Linked DNA regions of Oryctolagus cuniculus: region 2 is linked to region 1. A link is a contact called in public Micro-C data. All regions are on one chromosome and are shown on one strand. The core of a region is the stretch at or near the end of the contact, and the rest is flanking DNA. Distances in the headings are between cores, read along the strand shown.

What was found. A called contact is a pair of places that touch in the nucleus more often than the background predicts.
Region 2: a Micro-C map of ear pinna shows a contact between it and region 1, with 2.7 times the contacts expected there. The contact joins the promoter of CIBAR2 here to the promoter of MEAK7 in region 1. A contact is called at or near these places in 2 of 6 Hi-C or Micro-C datasets (ear pinna and an unstated tissue).

What each region holds. Positions count from the first base shown.
Region 1 is chr18:66,081,128-66,088,675 of mOryCun1.1, forward strand. MEAK7 (MTOR associated protein, eak-7 homolog) reads right to left here and starts at 4,758. Exons shown (of 8, transcript XM_070061851.1): 1 at 4,623-4,758; 2 at 3,530-3,728. The coding sequence starts at 3,682.
Region 2 is chr18:66,499,245-66,506,792 of mOryCun1.1, forward strand. It overlaps CIBAR2 (CBY1 interacting BAR domain containing 2), which reads right to left and starts at 4,144. Exons shown (of 9, transcript XM_051847361.2): 1 at 3,839-4,144; 2 at 2,421-2,655; 3 at 1,132-1,200; 4 at 955-1,056; 5 at 819-824. The coding sequence starts at 3,858.

The sequences.
Region 1 (7,548 bases), core at 3,508-6,007:
GCCTTCCCGCTGCTGCCGTCCTGCCCTACGCACTGTCCACTCTCCCCGCCTCTGCCATCACCTACGCATCACACCTTCGTTCCGGGTCCCGACAGCCGCCGTGCGCGGGTCTGCATGTGTCGGCAGCCGCGCCACGCGTCCCTGTACAGCTGTGGGGTCCCCCGGGCGTTCCCAAATGCTTGCCTGTGCTTCTGCTGCTTACCCGAGTGCTCTAGGCTCCGCGCACATCTTAATGAATTTGTATGTTTCCAGCTGTTTGTACAGAAAGGCGGGCTCTCTTACTTACTCATTAGAAAGGCAGAGAGGTAGAGACAGGTCTTCACCTGCCAGGTCGCTCCCCTCCAAACCCTGCAAGCGCCCGGCCTGGGCCAAGCTGGCGCCAGAAGCGAGGAGCGCCACCCAGGTCTCCTGTGTGAGTGCAGGGACCGAGTGCAGGAGGCATCCCTGCTGACCCCACCCCAGGGTGCACCAGCAGGGAGCTGGACCGGAGGCAAAGGCGGGACTCGATCCAGGCGCTCGAGTGCGGGGTGCGTCTCCCTCTTCCCAAGTCTGACCCTCCTAACGCCTTGTCCGTGACCTTCTGTGAATACTGTTTTCCTTTTTGACTCCAGCATGAAATCTGATTTGAGGTGGGATTACAAGCAATGGAGGGAGGGGCCGGCGCCGTGGCTCACTTGGTTAATCCTCCACCTGCGGCGCCAGCATCCCATATGGGCGCTGGGTTCTAGGCCCGGTTGCTCCTCTTCCAGTCCAGCTCTCTGCTGTGGCCCAGGAGGGCAGTGGAGGATGGCCCAAGTGCTTGGGCCCTGCACCTGCATAGGAGACCAGGAGGAAACACCTGGCTCCTGGCTTTGGATCGGCGCAGCGCTAGCCATGACGGCCATTTTGGGGGGGGTGAACCAATGGAAGGAAGACCTTTCTCTCTGTCTCTCTCTCTCACTGTCTGTAACTCTATTTGTCAAAAAATAAATTGAAAAAAAAAAAAGTCACGGGAGCCAGACAGGCTCTATTAAAAAAAAAAAAAAAAAAAAAAAAAAAAAACAAGTAACGGGGGGAGAGTGCACACTGTGAACCCATCACAGACTGCCAGGGCGAGGGCCGAGAGCCGGATTCTGACGCAGCGCCATGCAGGCCGCCTGACGTCAACGCCGAAGTCCCTGTAAGGCAGCGCCGCTTGGTGCCTCTGAGCTTCCCCCAGAGCGCAGCCTCCAGTCCCTCCCAGGGGGGCCCGAATCCGGCGCTCAGGTCCCTGACCAATGTTTAACCACCTTTATCTGATGATGCCGGAACAACGCGGCCTCCCATTCCACACAGCAGTCACCTGTCTGCTTCCGCTGGCCCCAGCCCAGCCCAGCCCCAGCCAACTGGGGCAGACACACAGGCACGCACCACGCATGTACCACCCCACCCCCACGCCAGGGCTGTGACCCCCGCCACACACAGCCCCTGCCGAGAGTTCCAGAGGAGGCTGGCAGGAAGTCCTCACGGCTGGGGCCCTCCCCACTTCCCAGCCAAGGCGGTCACTCTACCCGGGTCCCACCTCATACCCTAAGAGCCCCCAAGGGACAGGGCAAAGGGCGAGGCAATGGCTGGTTTTAACTCCTCCAGTGACGCCGAGCTCGGAGCTCCACTGTTCTGCTTGGAGCTCCGTGACGCCCCTCAGCCATCAACACCACCGGCACAGGCGAAGGTGCCCTTGAGGCGTCCTGGGCAGCGGACCCGAGTGACGCAGGCCGCCCCCTCCTGCACGCGGGGCCCAGAGGTGGGGCACAGCCTGGCCCCTGGTGTCAGCCTCAAGATGGCAGCGTTCCCAGCACAGTGTGCGAGTCGCTCACCATCAGTCCCAGCTCCCTCTTAATATAGATGAGGCCCTCCAGGGATTCTTCTCAGAGTCATGGGTTTCATCTGAAAGGCGGGGGGGGGGGGGAGAGGGAAAGGGGAAGAGGGGGAGAGGGGGAGAGGGAGGCAGGGAGGGAAGGAGGGAGAGAGGGAGAGAGGGAAGGAGAAAGAGAGAGGGAGGGGGAGAGGGAGAGAGAGGGAGAGGGAGGGAGGGAGGGGGAGAGGGAGAGAGAGGGAGAGGGAGGGAGGGAGGGAGAGAGGGAGAGAGAGGGGGGGAGGGAGGAAGAGAGGGAGAGAGAGAGAGAGAGAGGGAAGGAGGGAGGGAAGGAGGAAGAGAGGGAGAGAGGGAGAGAGGGAGAGGGAGGGAAGGAGGGAGGGAGGGGGGAGAGGAAGGGAGAGAGGGAGGGAGGGAGGGAGAGAGGGAGAGAGAGACAGAGGGAGGGAGGGAGGGAGCTCTGTCTTCCATCCACTGGGTCACTCCCCACATGGCCGCAATGGCTGGAGCTGGGCTGATCCAAAGTCAGGAGCCAGGAGCTTCTTCCCGGTCTCTCACGCAGATGCGCAGGGGCGCAAGGACCTGGACGATCTCCACTGCCCTCCCAGGCCACTGCAGAGAGCCAGATTGGAAGAGAGGCAGCCAGGACTCAATCCAGTGCCCCTGTGTGATGCTGGCACTGCAGGCAGTAGCCTTACCCACTATGTCACAGCACTGGACCCACTACTGATTTTAAAAAGGAAGGTTGGGGCCAGTGCTGTAGTACAGGAAGTTAAGCCACAGCCGGCAATGCCAGCACCCCAAATGGGCACTGGTTTGTGTCCCGGCTGCTCCACTTCTGCTCCAGCTCTCTGCTGTAGCCTGGGAAAGCAGCAGATGATGGCCCAAGTCCCTGGACCCCTGGACCCATGTGGGAGACCTGGAAGAAGCTCCTGTCTTCAACCTGGAGCAGGCCTGGCTATTGCTGCCACTTGGGGAGTGAACCAGTGGATGGAGGATCTGTGTGTGTGTGTGTGTGTGTGTGTGTGTGTGACTCCTTCTCTCTCTGTAAATCTAATTTTCAAATAAAAAAATAAATTTTTTAAAATAAATCTTTTTGTAAAAAAGGAGGGAGGAGGGTTGGGGCTGGCGCTGTGGCGCAGTGGGTTAACACCCTGGCCTGAAGCTTCGGCATCCCATATGGGGGCCGGTTTGTGACCCGGCTGCTCCACTTCCGATCCAGCTCTCTGCTGTGGCCCGGGAAAGCAGTAGAAGATGGTCCAAGTCCTTGGGCCCCTGCACCTGCGTGGGAGACCCAGAAGAAGCTCCTGGCTTCAGATCAGTGCAGCTCCGGCCGTTGCAGCCGACTGGGGAGTGAACTAGCGGATGGAAGACCTCTCTCTCTCTCTCTCTCTCTCTCTCTTTCTGCCTCTCCTCTATGTAACTGTGACTTTCAAATAAAAATAAATAAATCTTTTTTAAAAAAAGAGCAGTAGCTCTGTCTAAAAAAAGGGCGGGGGGGGCCGTTTAGCTTTGGCTTTGTCTCCTGCTACTTTTCCCACCAGAACCTCAGGCAGAGCAGCCGCCTCAAGGCCACCGCATGTACTCCCCGGCCCTTTGCAGGCAGCAAACCTGCCCGCAGCCCAGTCTCAGCCCTTGGGCCACCATCTCCAGGCCCCATTCCCACCGCGCAGAAGCCACGGCTGCCACACTTGCCTGCAGCGCCTGCAGAGAGAAGGCTCGGGCTGAGCCACCCAGGCCGCTTGCCCCTGACACCAGAGCATCGAACAGCTGGTCGACCTCCGCCTGCTCCTCGGGAAGAAGCTGTGAGTGGCCCCTCGGCCCAGAGCGGCTCCTGCTGTTGCCCATCCCGTCTCCTGCCTGGCCGGACTCTGCAGAGGGAGGAGGAGCAGGGCTGGGGAGAGAAGCCAGGGTGTGATCAGCACGGAGAATAAACATGACAACCCCAAGGGCAGCTCTCGTCAACGCCACTTTACTGGGAGAGGCGGCTACACCGCATCGGAACCGTGTGCGGAACGGTGTTCCAGCGTGGTGGGTCCCACGTCCACGCAAATCCAGTGCCAAAGCCCCATCTGCCCCCCAGGACCTGCCCAGGTGCCTCACAATGGCCAAGCGACCGTTCGGGTCTATCTGAAAACCTAGCTCCCAAGCGAATGGTAACTAGGTGTCGGAGAAATCTCTCATGCGTTTAAATAAAGCGCACTGCTGGAGACACTTCTCCTTTGTGATCCTGGTCCCAGCTGCCAGCTGTGTAACCTCGGGCCAGCGACGCACACTCTCCGTGCCTCAGTCTGCTCATCTGTAAAATGGAACAACCACGGCTCTGCCGCAGGGGGCTGTTGTGATAAATGAACACAGAGCCCAGCAGCACGCTGGGCGCTGCGGGTGCCGGCCCTGCCCTGTCTGCCTGAGCAGCGGGAGGGGCAGTGGCACTTTCTCCAGGAGGCAGCAGCGCCAGGGCTCAGGAACAAGCCTGGGGCTGTGGCCGGAATTCAGGAGGGGACCCCACCTCGTCTGGACGGCAGGGCGACCCTGGGAAGGCACCTGCGGGGCACAGACCGAGTGACAGGAAGGGGCGACTCTGAGTGACTCCTCCCTTCCCCCCTCCCCTGTCGGGTGCCACTCCTGCCCCGAGTCGCCCCCTATCCTGGGGCACAGATGGGCGGGGAGGGGCAGAGCCGGGGCCACTGGGACACAGTCGGCTCCGGTCCCCACCCGAGCCGGGCCTGCTCCCCGCCCAGCCGCCGCGTCCCGTCCAGCTCACCGCAGCCCTGGCCCCAGCACCGACCCAGAGCCGCCTTCCGGTCGGCAGCGTCAAGGATTTTCCCCCGGGAGCCGCCTCTGTCCAGGTCCCAGGCGACGGCGCTGACGGATGGTCCCTTGGCCCAATTGCGGAAGCAGAACCCTGGGGCGGAGCCCTAGCGAGAAGTCAGCCAATGGCGATGCCCTCACGGAGAGTGGGCAGGGCCCGGCAGGAGGGGGCGGAGCTGGGGACCCACCGGGAGGAGGTGCTGGTGCCGGGTCCTGGCAGCAGCCAGAAGTGAACACTGGGGGCGTGGGGGAGTGCCTGGGGGCGGGGCCGTCTGGGCTGGGGACGACCGCGGAGTAGCTGGGCTACAGGAGAAGCTGGGAGAGGCTGGGGGTGTGGGGGAGGCAGGGCCTGGGCCTGCGGGAGAAGCTGGGAGAGGCTGGGGGTGGGCTTGAAGCCCACCAGGGGAGGAAGTGAGTGGGAGACCATGCTCTGGGCACCCGGCCCTGCTCTGTGATGCCCCTAATCTGGAGCTTCAGACCGCCCCCTGCACACCCACAGCCTGTGCCCCACCCTCAGCTTCCCGGGGTGACCGTGGCTCACCCCTCCAGGAGCCCACACCCCCTTCGCCTTCTGATCACCCTTCAACCCCTCAAAAACCTGGTCTGGGCCCCCCGGGGAAAAAGGCCAGCGGCACTGTCAGCCCCGACACATGCGGCTGACCAGGCCTCCGCCTCCTCCTAGCCCTCTTTCCTGGGCTTCTGGGGGTGCCCCTCGGGGTTCCGTCTCCCAGGCCCGCCCTGGAGTTCCTTCCCTCTCCCTCAGATGACACCCCTTCTCTCTTCCACCTTGGATCCCCACCATCGGCTGAGCCGACCCCGAGCACCCAAGCCTGGACCATCACGACCTGCGCTGTCCTCTAGCCTGGACCATCGTGACCTGCGTTGTCCTCTGGCTCCTCAGGGGTGTCCAGCAGCACCTCAGCCCCCCCCCCCTTCCCTGCAAACCCGCCTCCCCGTGCACCCTCCCTCCGCACCCCTCAGCGCCTCCTGTGGCCGTGGCCGGGAACGGTTGCTCTAGAAGCCTCCCCAGGCTTGGACCCTGGGTCTGCTCTGCCCCCCGGATGTGCTGCAGGTCCTCGGGTGCCTGTGCCCCAGCCGGGTGGAAGTGAGGGCCCCCAACCCCCTGAACCATCTCCCACCCAGGGCCGACGCTACTGGGCACACCAAATCGGAGACCCCTTTCCTGTCCCCCAGAGCACAGTAGCACCAGCCAGGACCGTCAGAGTCTGCCTGGCCACTCGCCAAACTGAGATGACGGACAGACAGAAGCAGCCACTCAGCCACTGACTTCCTAGGAGCCGCACCCCCAGGACTCGCGGCCGCAGACCCAGCGAGCGCAGCAGAAACTCCCTCAGCGAGGAGGACGCCGCTCGCTCCCACGCAGGCCTGCCGCGGCTCATGCAGCAGCCTGGGTCTCCCACCCAGGTGTGGGGCGGCACAGGTGCACCCGGCAGGCCCGCCCTGCTCCCGCGACCCCGAGGAAGCACGGCCAGGCCCATGCTCAGTCCAGGCCAGAGGCTGGGCCTCGCACCCAGGCCCTGCTGGGAGCCCAGGAGAGCCCTGCCTCCTTGCACCGCCGCCCTCCCTCCCCCCACCCCGGGTCCCCCAAGACTCTGTACCTGCGCCAGGTGAGCCTTGCAGGGTGAGACTGCAGGATCGGTCTGGGGGCGCCCTGTCGGCTGGGTCTGAGCCTGTGGGCTGCACCCTGTTCAGTGCCAGGCACGGTGCGGGGCACATGAACCAGCAGGGAGCCAGGGGTCCCTGCCCCCAGCACACGCATCACCGAGTCCCTGCCGGGTCAGAGACTGAGGGAGCGCGTGGCTGGGGATCGGTGGAGGTTGGCAGGGCGAGAGGCTCCGAGGCTAAGGCAGATGGGACACAGACGCCGGTGGCCACCGCCGGGCACGGAAAGAACGCCGAGGCCATCTGCGCATCTTCTGTTCTCGTGTCAAGGTTGCCTCTCCAAACCCGCTCACACCACTAACCCCACCCCACCCCCATCAGGGAGGCCACACCCCATCTCAGAGCCCGCGGTTCAGAGAAGCGACTGTCCTGGGGCACCCCGTGGACACTGGGACTCCTGAGCCCCAGTCAAGGGCTCTGTCCGGCGGCGGGTGCACCTGCCCCGGGGGAGGAGCCTGTGTGCACTTCACAGCAGGCACCTGGTGGGGGTGGATGCCCAGCCCACAGCGGGCTCCGCCCCTGCAGGAAAGAGCTGGACCCCGCAGGACAGACTCGTTTCTGAGCAAGTCTGGAGCCTGGCGAGGCCCGATGCTCACTCCGCACAGAAAGGCTGTGACTGCGCACGCCGTCCCCCTGCCGGCATGCCCTGGAGAGAGGGACTCTGTAGGCGACCACGGCACAGCGCTGAGGAACTGGGTCCTTGTCCTCACACCCCTCCTCTGCCCTGCCTGGACCACCCACCACGGCCCGGTCCTGGCCACCATCTGCACTGGACCTGCAGCTCAGCACCCAGAGCCATGTGCCCAGCACCAGTCAGTCACCCCTTCTGACAACTCACAGCCCCTGGGAGCCCCCACACTGGCCTGCAGGATCCGGGGAAGGGGCGCAGCCAGAGAGCTGTGCTCCGTTGTGGCTCCCCCGGGCCTGATTTCTCAGCAAGACAGGCGCCCACCAGCAGAGCTTTGCAGCCAGTGGGGCCACACTTGGGCACAGAAAGCCAGCCGGTGACAGACCAGGGGCACAGGCCAGCTGCCTCTGCTGGCCACCCACCCTCCAGCCCACCTCAGGACACCTACATGCCCTGCCAAACAGGCACTCCCTGGCTACTTTTTCAATTGAAACGAAGAGAGAAGCCATTCAGGCCGAGCGTAAGAGAAGCAGACCTGTTAGTGATGGGTCCCTAGTACGCCAGCGTCTCAGAGCAAAAACCACTGGACGGC
Region 2 (7,548 bases), core at 2,894-5,393, 420 kb after region 1:
GGCGCTCCCTTGTCGTCCCCCCATGAGGGCCGTGTCGAGGCCGGGTGCTGGCCACCTCCGACCTCAGTCAGCTGTGTGCCCTGCTGCATGCAGCTGGAGCCGGGAGGGGCCCCTGGTGCCCGGGAAACGGGCCAGGGGCTTCACCAGCAGGAGCAGGGCGTCGGGGGTGGGGCCGTGACGACAGACGGGCACCGCCGCTGGCTCTGGGGTGGAGGCCGGGGCGCGAGCTGAGCCCAGTGGGCAGCCCCTGGGAGGGGCAGGGAAGTGGGCTCCTCCCCAGAGGGGTCGCCACCCTGCCGAGCCCTCGTGGAGCCCTGGGCGGGGCGGGGGGGGCAGGCTCGGGTGGCGGCCGCATGGCAGCAGGGGTCCAGGGTGCACTCGCGAAGCCTCCAGGCAGCCCCCAACGCCCGGGACTGCCCTGGGGAGAAGCGCCAAGGCAGGCCCTTCCCAGGTGCGCCCTGCACCCCGGTACGGCAGCCGTGCTGGTCCTCGCCAGCCCTGCCCTGCCCCCAGCTTGCCGACACCGCCCCACTCGGCAAGGCAGGAGAGGGTGCTGCACCCCTGTACCTCCGTGTCCCGACAGCAGGGCTGTGGCTAGGGTGCCCACCTGGGAACGTGGGCTGTGAGCCGTGAGGGCTGAGCTGCCGGGTGGTGTGGCCCAGGGGGCGGAGCCCAGGTCTCCTGACCCCGACCATGGCCTTCCCGCCTCTCCCACGCCGAGCCGGGGGCCCGGGCACACCTGCTTCGGCCCTGGGGGAGTCACCTGGCTGCTTGGGGGGGGGGGCCTTCCTTACCGGCCCCGGACCTGTGGCACTCACCTGGGACTGGGAGAGGCGCTGTTAAGGAACCGGGTTACGCCCGGGTGGCCCCGCGGGGGCAGCCCCAGCAGACCTGGGGCACCTGTGCCAAGCGGCCCCCAGCCCCCAGCCCCAGGCCCGGCTCAGGGAGGGATACAATCTTCTGCAGATCCGAGGGTGACTTCTGCCTCAGTTTCTCCAGCTTTTCCAGTTGTTTGATCTCATGATTTCGGGCATGTTTGAATTTCTTGATCTCCGCCTAAAGAAGAGAACAGAGCTGGTTCCCGAGGATCCCCCCCCCCGAGAGACCCGGCCCCCGGTGCCCCGCGCTCACCCGGCTCTGCTTGATCTGCGCCCCGTAGAGCTTCAGGGGGTTGACAACCTTGGCTTCCAGCCTCTCCACCTGGGGGCATGCATGGGGCGGGCAGTCAGCCGGGCATGCCCGCCTGCGCCCCACAGCTGCCGCGCGAGTCAGGCCCGAGGAGGGGCAGGGGAGCAGAGCGCGCCTTCCCTCCGCCTGCAGGGTTGCGAGCACGCAGCCGGGGCACGGGGGCTGCCCCGCCTCCCAGCACCGGGGTGCAGCGCCGAACCTGGCGGAGGCTTGCTCTCACCTGTGAAGCAAGAGCACCCCTGTACCCCCTCGGGGTCTCCCGCCTGGCACCGAGCACCGTGAGGGTCGTCTCCAGGGAGGGAGGAAGGGCGGAGTGCGTGCCGAGCCCCTCCACGGGCCAGCCCTCACCCTGCCCTCTGCTGCCCGCCGTGCATGCTGGGAAAACTGAGCCTCCTGGTGGGAACAGGCTGGGGCTGGGAGCGAGCGCTGGGCAGACTGGACTTCCACCCCACCCCCAGCGCCAAGGCCGTTCTCTGCCTTCACCGAGGCGTGAAGCTGGGAAGGTGCAGGGGGCGCTGTGGCCCAGGAATCTGCATTTCTGGTGAGCCGTCAGGTGTGGCCACCGTGGGGCACCCAAGAGTAGCCAGTGTGTCCCAGGACCTTGAGAACAGGGTCCCCTGAAAATCCTGCCGGCTGCCCCTGCTGCAGGGGCTGGGGTCCCCCCACCCGAGTGCTCTCCTGGCGACCACCCCCTCCCTCCCTGCAGACGACCACGTCGGGGTCCTTTGTCCCTGGAGAAGAAGCTAGCCTTTTTAAAAACCAGGAGCCACCTCTGGGGTGGCGAGGTCCAGGGAGGCAGCGCCCTCTGCTGGTGGGCCTTGGCGTTCCGTCTGCGGGCTGACTCCCGGCCTTGGCTCTGGGACAGGAGGATGCCGGGTGGGCAGGGAGCTGCCCAGGTCTGCGTGGCCAGCGGAGCGGCAGCTGTGTCGCCCTGCGGCCACCTGACTTGATGCCTCCCCGGTGCCCGGACCGTCCCGTTCTCTGGAGTTCACAGAGGGTGGCGCGCGTGCCAGGAGCCTTCTAACAATTCCCCCCGACACCCAGCCGTCCCCAGGATCTCTGTGCCCTCTCTGGGCCCTGGTGGGTGGGCCCGGGGACGCGCCTCCTGCCAGGGGTCTCCTGAGTCCCTTTGCCCCACCCGCCCCCTGCCCGACCACCACAACTGTCGTCCTATAGGTGGCGTGACCGCAGGGGACCCTTCGGGGTGTCCCGCTGGCATGGCCACTGCTCACCTGGGCCTGCCGGTAATCCTGTATTTTGGCCAGGTCCTCGGCGAAGTCCCTCAGGGTGGCCCGCAGCTCGGGGCTCTCGGTGTTGGCGAAGCCAATGAGCCACTTGACCAGCTGGTCGGCTTTGTCGCGCAGCCGCGCTGTCTTGCGCGTGTAGGCGGCCAGCAGCGAGCAGAGCTGTCCCAGGTACTTGTCGGCGTTGGCCACCATGGCTTCCATCACGCGGACCTGGCTGTCCCTGGGGAGGTGGGGCCGCGCTGGGCGGTGACGCCCCTGATGGGGGTGGGCACACAGGGGCCACTGCAGCTTGCGCCTGGTCCCTGGGGACAGCGCCAGGTACGTGGGGAATGGCGGGCAGGAGCCACACGTGGGCGTGGCTGCACACCTGGCCTTTGTCCTTGGAATCCATTGAAGGGCCTTTTGTGTCGCCGGTGGAGCCGCTCCGTGTGCCTGCCCACCGGGTCACACGCTCTCCCTCTGCCCTGCAGGGCTCTCTGACATGCGTGGCGGGGGAGGGTGGTGTTTCCCCCACACCATCCCCGACCTCCCGTCTCGTGTGGCGGGGGGGGGGGGACAGCTGATGCTCCCTCCGCTCCCCAGTCACGGCTGCTGACCACGGTCCCCGTGCGCGGAGGCTGCTCGTGCCCTGGGCTTGGGCAAACGCCCCGCGTCGCCGTCTACTTCCCGGTCAGACCGGGTCCCGCTTGCTACCAGCCCTGACGCTGGGGCTCCGCCGCCTCCGCGGCCTTTGTCGCTGTCCCTGCCTCTCTCTGTCTGACCCAAGACCCCTGAGCAGCCCCCCTCACCCCCCCGAGGCCGGAACCTGCGGCGCAGCTTTGTCTTCCTCCTGCCGAACCCTGACTGGGGTGGCACTTGCGGTAGCCGCGCCCTGGGCCTGAGTGCCGGCCTCACGTCTCAGCAGGATGTGCCACTGCCCCTTCAGCTGAGTCCTCGGACCCCATGACCCCCACGGCCAGCCAGGTGCAAACTCCAGGCCCCACCCCCACCCCCGGCTTGTGAGCCTGAACCCGCGGGAGCGAGGCTGGCGGCTGCTTAAGATGCACACTGGGGGCTCCGGGCCCCTGCAGTGAGCTCGCCTCCCAGTGAGCAGGGGCTGCGACCACCGGGCACGGGTGGGGCGGGGCCATGGGGCCGGCCGCTGAGGTGGGAAGGGGGTTAGCCAGGTGGAGGCCACGGGGCCAGAGGCTCCAACCCAAGTGTCGGGCTGCAGCGGGTAACGCCCCTCTGGACCTGAGCTGCTCTCCCTGGGCCTTGGGGTGGGGGGCTGGAGTTGGGAGAGAGTCTGCTCCCCCCTGCCCCACCCCAGCAGCCCCCCGCAACCTTCACGGTCTTGGCTGCACCAGGCCCCGGAACCCCACCCCACCTCCCTCCGCCCCAGCCACGCTGGCGCAGGCACTCACCTGGAGAGCACGGGGTTCATTGTGACGGGTGGCGGCGGCTGGCCTGGTCACGGGAGCGAGGACAGGGCCCCAGGGGTCCCGGGCCCAGGAGAAGCCTGGCAGGGCTGGGCTCAGGGGACGCGGCCACCTGGTTGCCAGGTGACAGCCAGGTGTGGGCGGAGCTGCAGGAAGTCGCCCAGGCAATGCCTCCCAGCGCCAGCCTCCCTGGACAGGGAGGCTGCCCAGCCTCGGCCGGCTCAGGGGCTCCAGGCCGCCCAGGCAGGGGTCCCGGAGAGCCCTCCTCACCCTGTGCAGGTGCGCGTTCTCGTGGGGCACAGGCTGGGGCTCCCTGGAATGTGGGGAGAAGGCACAGCGCCTCCACGCGGGATTCTGTCCCCCCGCCCCGGGACGAGGTTTTATGCCCAGCGCCGTCCGGCCGCGAGCCCACCCAGGGTCAGGCCGCCTCCTGATTGAGCGTGTGGCGGGGCAGCGGGGGGCGTCCATGGGGGGCGGTCCCTGGGAGGGAGTCAGCGTGCGCGTGGTCACGCAGGCAGCTCGGGCGTGATGGAGTGAGGCTCAGGTGCGTTGTGGGAAGGGCCGTGTGTAGCAGAGACGGCTGCTCTGCTTCCGGTCCGGCTCCCAGCTCATGCGCCTGGGAAAGCCGCGGAGGACGGCACAGGCGCTCCGGCCCTGCACGGTGTGGGAGACCCGGATGGAGCGCCTGGCTCCTGGCCGGCCCTGACCATTGCCGCCTCCGAGGAGTGAATCAGCGGTTGAAGATTCTCTCTCTCTCTGTCTTCCCTTCTCTTGTGTAATTCAGCCTTTCAATAAATAAATAGATTAAAAAGAAAAAGAGTTCAGGAGTGAGACAGAATGCAGTGAGCCGTCAGCCAAGCTAGACCAAGAACACACAGCTGACGGGCAGGTGGGCGGTCCGCGGGGCGGGAGCCGTCTGCCTTCAGCCCGGGCGTCCAAGTGGGGTCCCGCCGCGTCTCCTTCCCCCACCCTCTCCCGGACAAAGGACTTGCCGGGTGGGCGGCAGGTCAGAATCCTGCCGGGAGGTCACTCCCCAGTGCCATCCGCCAGGGTAGCCCAGGAGCGGGGCAGGAGGGCTCTCCTGGGAGCCCTCCCTGGGTGGGGGAAGGCAGAGACCACTGGGAAGGCTCTGGGAGAGGGCGGGACTTTGTAGCGTGAAACCCCGGGCGGCTTCCAGGCCGGGCCCCCTTGGCACACACAGGCGGATTTCTGTCTCCCTACCAGACAGGGGTGCTGAGCCCGTCGCCCGCCGTGTGTGTGTGTGGAGGGGGGGGTGGGCTCAGGGCGGGGGAGGGGCCGCTGTGGGCGTCCCAGGGCTGCTGGGGCCGCTCAGCTCCTCCCTTCACCCACTGCTCCCTGCCAACCCCGAGCAGCGGAGACCCTGGCCCTTGGCAGGTGCACGCCCGGGTGTGCGTGGGGGAGGGGTCCTGCAGCCTGGCACGTGGTCGGGGGCACGCAAGAAAAGAAAGAGCAAAACCAGACGACGCAGGCACACGCAGGGGCGCTCACTGATTGGCTGTGCGTCTGACCGCGGGCTGCACCATACGTGCGAGAGGTCAGCCGTGACTGGCCTCGGGCCTCCGCCGCTGCCTCTGGGCGGGGTTGGGGGCTTTCACAGAGGAGATGCTTTCGTAAGTGTGTATAAAAGCGAGGAGCCTGGGGTCAGCTGAACACAGGTTCCAAGCCCGGACCCCAGCTCTGCTGTGCAACCTTTGCCGGGTCGCCTGACCTCTCTGGGCTCTGTCTTCTCCCGCCATAAAGCGGGATCCTGAGAGTAACGGGGCTGGGAAACTAGGTCTGTGGGGTGGGGTGGGCTTGGCCCTCACCCCACGGCCGTCATGCTGTGCACCGAGGTTCTCCGGTGACCTCTGGCCACCTCTCCCTTTGCACACACTGTGTGTTTCCTGATGTCCTGCCCAGTGCGTACACAGAACCCAGTCTTTGGGGTGGGCGCTGTGCCCCCTCCCAGGAGGTGGCTCCCTGCATACCCACAGGCCGCCGTGGTGCCGCACGGGGTCAGGCGCCGGCTGTCATGGGGCGGTCCGTGCCCCTCACCTTCTCAGTCCCCTTCCCTGCTGGGTCGAGCGGTGCCCCCAACACTGCGTGTCCACGCAGGACCTTGGACTGTGACCGTATTTGGAAACAAGGTCACGGGCAGCTGTGATTAGCCGAGCTGAGTCACACGGGAGCCGGCTCCAGGGACTGCTGTCCTAATAAGAAGAGGAAGCGGAGACACACCCAGGGAGGGGGGCAGAGCTGCGGCCACAGGGCCACCGGCCAAGGGAGCTGAGGATCTGGCCAGGCGGGGGCCCGCCCCCTGCTGCCGGAGGGATCGGCCCTGCCCACGCCCCGTCCCGTGCCGGCCTCCGCTGGGGGAGGGGAAGTGTGCCGGCCTACGTCTGCAGCTTGGGGGATCTCACCAGAGCAGGCCCAGGACACGACTCTGGGGTCCAGAGAGAGCCCAGAGCCCCGAGAGCTGTGCTGGCGCGAGGCCACGAGGCCCTGCCTGGGGGGCACCCCCAGACCACGTGCCCTGGGCCCCACTGCGGCTGAGGTGGAACTTCATGGCCAGACGGGCCATGCACCAGGAATCCCCTTCGGCGCAGCTGCACCTGTAACCCAAGCCTGGCGGCTTCTCTGGAGACCCCATGCCTGCAAGCCCAGGAAGGGGGGAGGTCATGGGACCACCCGCCCTCAGCCGGCCCCGGGAAACACGCCCAGCACGCAGCATGTGCAGAAAAACCCGGGAGGAAGCCAGGTGGCCACACGGAGACCCCTGGTGGCCCGAGCGAGAAAGGCCAAGCGGGCGGTGCCGTCTCTGTAAGGGGGGCTGCAGGGGAGGGTGCCCTGGGGCTGGGAAGGGACCCTCCTGGGGGCAGGCGGGGCGGGGGGTAAAGGCCCAGCGGCTGGAGAGGTGCCGGTGCCCGCAGAGCCCGGGCTGCCACGCGGCGTCTCCCTGCTGGCCCCCGACCCCAGCCGCTCATCTGGCGCGGTCAGCACGCCTTTGCTTTTATTTCTTTATTTTTTATAAATATTAAACTGAACGGCCTCAGGCATTAAACACCTCAGTTTAAAAAAAAGATGTATTTTATTTATTTGAGAGCGTCACAGAGACAGACTTCTATCCGTGCTCTCACTCCCCAGATGCTGCAGCGGCCAGACCGGGCCAGGCAGGAGCCAGGAGCCTTTTCGGGTCTCTCACGCGGGCACAGGGGCCCAAGGACTAGGACCGGCTTCCGCGGCCTTCCCGGGGGCATCAGCAGGGAGCTGGTTCAGAAATGGAGCAGCTGGGACTCGAACCCGTGCCAGCCCAGCATTGCCGGTCGCAGTTAGACCTGCCACGCCACAATGCCGGCCCCCATTTATTTGCCTTTTTTTTTTTTTTTTTTTTTGACAGGCAGACTTATTTAGAGAGAGAGAGAGAGAGAGAGAGAGAGAGAGGGAAAGGTCTTCCTTTTTCTGTTGGTTCACCCCCCAATGGCTGCTACGGCTGGTTCGCTCTGGCCAGCGCACCATGCTGATCCGAAGGCAGGAGCCAGGTGCTTCTCCTGGTCTCCCATGGGGTGCAGGGCCCAAGGATTTGGGCCATCCTCCACTGCACTCCCTGGCCACAGCAGAGAGCTGGCCTGGAAGAGGGGCAACCGGGACAGAATCCGGTGCCCTGACCAGGACTAGAACCCGGTGTGCCGGCGCCG